Regions from separate parts of the Mus musculus genome. Here region 2 is linked to region 1. Evidence: chromatin contacts called from public Micro-C data. All regions are on one chromosome and are shown on one strand. The core of a region is the stretch at or near the end of the contact, and the rest is flanking DNA. Distances in the headings are between cores, read along the strand shown. Region 1 overlaps Gm33073 (a long non-coding RNA gene). Region 2 overlaps Mef2c (myocyte enhancer factor 2C).

Region 1 (2,941 bases), core at 171-2,670:
GTTGACTTCAGTCGAAATATGAATTTAGACATTGAGAGCCATCATCTCCTTGAGAAAACTATCAGGTAAAATGCACTCATTTTCAGCCAAGCTAAATGCTTACGTCCAAGGATTGCACAACCCTGTTAAAGTCAGTAAGTGTCAAAGTCTTGAGCTGTGGACTAGACAACATTGCCCAATAACCACAATTAGGGTTTCCAGGGTCTGCTGTTCCTCTTTTGCAAATCTGAATCCTGCTTCCTATGCTATCTCTCATATGCATTATTCATGCAGATGTTGAAATAGTGACAATTGATGAGGAGAGCTCAGTAGTTTTGTGTGGCACTGAAATCACTGTGCAAACACTATCAGAAATGCATGCTCCAGAAAAATCATCTCATACCCACACTTTAAATGCACTTACTTTGGTGTGTTTTATAATTATACAGAAGAGTATTTTAATTAAGCTTTTGGTTTGTCCACGGCATGAAAGCTATCTTTTTCACCCTCAGTTTCAAGTTCCTTCACTGCCTAACCCTGATTTTACTTTCTTTTTCCTCCACTATCACATCTGCCACTTTTCAGTCAAGCCTGCACTTCTTGTTGCCTTGTGTCTGAGTCCCGCTCACCATTCTCGCTTATGCTTAAGTCTCTCACCCGGAATGTTCTGTCACCTCTCAAGGTATTGAACTTCACTGCCATTGATATTTATGATTAGTTATTTCTAATATCTTCATAAGCTATAGAAGGCAGCAATGCCTTAGGTGCCCAGTACCTGCTCTTACATCTGTGCCTTCCTGAGAAGGCCTACTTCTCCTTGACTTTATTGAAACTGATCTGCACACAGCTAAATGACCACATGAATTATATCTATCTAATCCAGTTTCTGTTTTGCAAATCTTATAAGTAAATTAATAAAAAGTTAGAACTTTTGTTAAAAACATTTAAAAATTTTAAAGATTTTATTATCAGATGGTTAATTAAACCTTTTTCAAGAACAGCAGATATGTCTTTCCTTTGGATAACAAGATTTGGGTCTTTTATCTCAAGTATTGTATACACATCTTGCATCATTCCGTGAATAAAACAAAAGTGGTCTACATATAACCCAAAATCTATGAGCAAAGCAAAATAATCTCCATGTATTTCCTTAAGGTTTAACAACATGAATCTCCAGCTTCCAGAGAAATTGGCTAGTTGACTTACTCATTTATTGCTTATGCCAACTCCCTGGAAATGTCTAAAAAAAGAATTTTAACAGAAGGTTAGTACAGTTTAGAAGGAATTCTAACATTTTCATCCATCCCTTCTATGCAGACCACACTTGTGTCCTGTGTAATCCTTTCCCCTCTTCACAACAGCTGTGACACCTCTTAGCGCCCATTCGTCTAATGCTATTCACAACTAATACTTCCCTTTTAGAGAAGTTTCCTCTTAGAGAAGCACTAGAGGGGGCCCGAGTGCAAATCAACGTGGGGTGCTACCTCAGCCTACCCATCAGCTACCCCCTCCGCACTTGTCAAATCCAACACTCAATCAGACCATCAACCAACCTAAAAGCATAAGCTACTCTATGCAACTGGTTCTAGTTGACACTTTCAGAAAATACAAAGAAATATGTCACGGAAAGAGGATGTACTGCTTTGATTACTCTCGAGCAATAGTCAGGAGTTCATGACATGTAGCAATTTGTAATTTTGCTGAGGCATGAAATTGAATTACATCTGGTGAGCAACCAGTTTTTTGCAAGAATCTCTTAGCTGGAGTGTGCCTAGATGACTGGTCCGCATATCTTCTCACAGTGGTTTATATATTCTTTGCTTGTGGTCAAGTTACTTCATAGTTATTCTCATGACATGTTAAAAAGCTACTTTCTTTGTAAGGAAAAAAATCTCTACAAATGAAGTTAGCTACTAGTTCTGGTGATGAAAGTGAAATAGCCACAAAGTGACTCAAGAAAAAAAGCAAACAAAACAAAACAAAACCCAGTCAAATTAAAGAAAAGCTTTACGGAGGCACTTACATGCTGAGCAAATAGTCACAGACTTTGAACTGGGTTGTCACTTGTGAATATTTGGGGAAAATAAAGCTCTTATCTCCATGAGCATCTAGAGAACACTGTAGCTTTATAATAGTTAGCTTCTTATAACTCTTATCATCTCTAGATCAGCACAGATGTGAATGTCATTTCAAATTTCCTTTTAAGATCAGGAATTTATTTAACTATATTTTGCTAAATGTGATACACAATATCACTACAGAATGTAAACTTCTACTATACAGGATTTGAAATACTAGATCAAGCTATAGGCCATTTATTTTTCATGTGTTTATTTGTATATTGTTTAACGCACTGAAACACAATAAATCTGAAGGAAAAAAAAACACTTCAATTATTTGGATAGTGTATAGTATGGACCTAGGACAAAACAATCCCATAGGGAAGTAGATTTAGTACATTTTTTCAAGTTGACTTAAATATTTTTCTAGGCTGAAAAAGTTTAGCAATAATTTCCAAAGCCTAGAACATTGTGACTATACCATGTCACACAGTGACGAGTGGCATGTCTTGGCCACCTGTCCCCTGTGAAGATCAAGGACCCTTCTTTTAGCTTCTGGCAGCTGTTGTTTTCCATGCCTCTTGTTTTCCTCCTGGTGGTTGTGTGTCCCTCCATCCAGGTCTCCTGGCCTCAAGTTGCTATTTGTGGCACTTGCCCTTGCTATTTTTACATGATGTGGACTGTCTTCTCTTTTCTCACGTAATAAAAATATTGTTCATAATAAAAATTGGAAATCAGATGCTTGACTTCTTGAATACAAACCTTTCTTTTTTTCCCGGTTAATCACCTAAAACACAGGGAGAAATGTAGAAAACAGAAGCAGGCAGAAAACAAGCTCCTTATCTTTTAAAGTTTGCAAAGCACTTTTGAAAATGAGAATCCTTCATATTTTTAAAACCCTC
Region 2 (2,941 bases), core at 112-2,611, 530 kb after region 1:
AGGGTACCTATCCCAGTTTCTATTAGCAAACTTTGTTAGGGTTATAATTCAATGTGTAGTTTGCCTTCTTAACTGTGTGCCTCTGAGAAAAAGCCTTGTGTGTGAGAGGGGTGGAGTGTGAAGACACTGAACTTTAAAAGCCTGAGAAGGTAATCAGAAATCTAACAAAGAGTTCTTCTCCTCTGCTGCTGCTTCCTTTCTGACTCAAAATAATTAATTTCATTATAATACTAACCAGTCAGAGGTGTTTAGTGTGGTGATCCTGTTAACGATAAAAACACATGCGTGTCCTAAATTGCTTCTAGTGAAACTTTTAAGTGTCTCTGTGCCAACTCCCTCAGTATTTTGATGGCAGTATGATCCATGCTGCTGGAAGGGAGCCAAGCATTTGCTAATGTATTATACATTTGGCTCAGTTCCAGGACAGCAGGTGTTTTAAATATTCCAGTCACACACCCACAATGTATATTGCCACTGGGGGAAATAGCATTTCTAAACCACTGATGTTTACTCTGAGCCACACCTAGTTTGCTCTGTAAGGACAGTGTGGATGAACCGTGATGGGGAAGGAAACTTTCTCTGATTGGAGGTGCAGCAAACAAGTCGTTCTGAAGTCTACATTTGACCACTGGCTCCCAGACCAAGGCACTAGTTGTTAGCAACCAGAAAACAAGTCATCAAAATCCAGAAAAACAGTTCAACACCTTCCATAAGCGAGTTTCTGTGAATAGGAGAAATTCTACTTATATTAGAGAAAATAGTAATAAATTGTATGATAATAAATTGGTAGGTTCTGATTAGAGGGCGAAATCTGTGTGTCATTAGAATCCACCATTCAGTTTGCAAGCAAACTAATGTGGGGGAAAGAAAACCTGACTTTCCTGGGGTTCTAATTTCTAAATTGAAGTGTTTCCTTTTAGAGGGGAAAAAAAGGCAATAATAGCTGTGTGGAAATACATCTACACAGAAATAATTCAGAAAATTATTTCAAAAGTTTTAACTTCCTGCTAGAGATCCACACATGCACAAGAGACAGAGATCTAAGGAGAGAGGGGGGAGAGGGAGGTGAGGGGAAAGGGGTGGCTTGCTGCTGCCACTATCCGCTGCTGTGGCTTTCATAAAGGGATGAAACCTGCAGTCCCAGCAGATGAACTCAGATGCACAGCTTCCATTTCCCTAAGCACAGGTTCCTGTGTCAGATCAACAAACCTTCATTGATCTTTCTCTAACCCTTTGGCCTCAGCAATAACTAATGCACAAGGGCTGGTAAGAGGTTTCTGACTGCCCCCTGCCACCTGCTGTCACCTCATGCTTCATTTCAGTATAGATGGGGCCTCTTTGATGATTGGTCAATAATGCACATTACCTCATGGAAACAGGCTTTGAACTGCAATTTTACTTCCTCTTTTAATGGTGCTGTTTCCTCTCATCTTTCAACTGTGATCTTTAAAAAGAAGCGAGATGTTATTCAAAGCCATGGTGACGGCAAGTTTGAGCATTGTGAAACTGTTAAGTGGTTAGTTAGTGTTATTTGTCCAACAGAGAACTGATGTTAAAGTCCATGCAGAACTCCAAGCATGGCTACGAGAAATGCCTTTAAATATTATACAACATGATTTTATTTCCGTTTCCACAACATCCAGTTTTCCATCTGAGAGACATGGGTATTGAGTGTGCTGTGGTAAGCCTCCAGAGAAAACAGAGAGTTCACAACTGCAGAGACAGTCGGAGACTGTGGGTGGCATTTCTCTGCTGAGTCAGGTCCCCAGGTTTTACCAACAGTGCAGATTTTCTGACAAGATGTGAAAGCCCAAGTCTGTGGTTCTTGAAGCTCTTCTGAAATAGTCCCCTTTTCCTTGCAACTTTGGGAAATTTTCACTTAAGATTTTATTTTTTCCCCCTGTCTTCCTCATAGCTGTTAAAGAAAATTGAGAAGTCTTACACTGGATTCCTTTACATTTCCTATCACCCGGCCTATAAATTAAAACAGCATTCCTTGTGTCTGTGTTAAAATGGGGGAAAGAAGCAGCTCACGTAGCTGTGGATAGGAAAGGAATCCTTAAGATGCATGCAAGTTTTCCGCAAGACCCACAGCACTGTGCAGAGTCCATTATTCGTTTGTTCATAAAAGTATATACTTTCAAAAAAAAAAAGTATATACTTTCTCTTCCACACCCACGTCTTCCCACCCCTCACCTGTCCAGGCGATCAGAAACAAAGAACTGAGCAGTTGGCTTAATCTCAAAAGTGTAGATTCTCACAAAATAAATAATTAAAACGTGTTTTTCTCAGTAACTGAGAATTGGGATTCTTACGAGGAGCATCTTACTAATCGCAATAGCTCTGCACGTGGATGCCCCCAAGTCAGCCTACGTGTCTTAGACCACACTCCCTCTCAGCCTCAGGAGCTAAAAGAAATACGATCTTTCTGTCCCTTCCTTTCAGCCAGAGAGATACTACCTAGCTGCCAGAGAAGGGGCTGTCCTCTCTATCCAGTGGTCACTGGAGTATCAATGAGGAAATAGTATAGATAAGATTACATGTTAGAACATACATTTTATTATAGATATTGCCCTTGGTGGAAAAAAATTATCAGGCAAACTGGTCAAAAGTTACATAGATATGATTTTCATGTTTTTGTGTGCTTGTTGAAAGACTCAACCCAGGTAGGTTCTTGCATATACTAGGGATACACTCTACCTATGAGCTGTGTTCCCTGTCCCTAGGAAATCTTTATTAAGAGACAATCTGGCAGCAGCACAGTTCTAAGACAAATACCTTACTAAATCCTTGGAAGTAAGCAGTGTAGTTCACACACAGTACATAAGCTTGCTTCTATAGTAACTATCTTGGGATTTTTTTTCCTAAACCATTGGCATCCATGGAATGGCAATCATAGTAGATCTCCACGTATCTACTATGACACTACTATATAGTGTGT

What was found. Hi-C and Micro-C count contacts between places; a contact is called where the count stands out from the background.
Region 2: a contact with region 1 is called in a Micro-C map of macrophages, with 3 times the contacts expected there. The contact joins two enhancer-like sites. A contact is called at or near these places in 1 of 15 datasets of contacts at CTCF or cohesin (pro-B cells), 9 of 484 Hi-C or Micro-C datasets (B cells, the HPC-5 cell line, bone marrow-derived macrophages and 5 more) and 7 of 115 datasets of contacts at active chromatin or transcription factors (the 230-238 cell line, acute myeloid leukemia, bone marrow-derived macrophages and 3 more).

Annotation. Positions count from the first base shown.
Region 1 is chr13:83,074,226-83,077,166 of GRCm38.p6, forward strand. All of the region lies in intron 2 of Gm33073 (a long non-coding RNA gene), which reads right to left. Among named protein-coding and RNA genes, the nearest start is that of Gm33073, 45 kb to the right of the region's middle. Within about 2 kb of position 1,421, at least 54 of the 459 cell types and tissues checked have an H3K27ac peak or open chromatin away from gene starts, as enhancers often do. A contact at or near this core is called in B cells, bone marrow-derived macrophages, erythroblasts and 4 more, where this site is marked.
Region 2 is chr13:83,607,965-83,610,905 of GRCm38.p6, forward strand. The region is part of intron 3 of Mef2c (myocyte enhancer factor 2C); the gene reads left to right. It overlaps Gm52043 (a long non-coding RNA gene), which reads right to left. Exons shown (of 3, transcript XR_003950628.1): 1 at 1-2,941. Among named protein-coding and RNA genes, the nearest start is that of Gm52043, 16 kb to the right of the region's middle. Within about 2 kb of position 1,362, at least 111 of the 459 cell types and tissues checked have an H3K27ac peak or open chromatin away from gene starts, as enhancers often do. A contact at or near this core is called in B cells, bone marrow-derived macrophages, erythroblasts and 4 more, where this site is marked.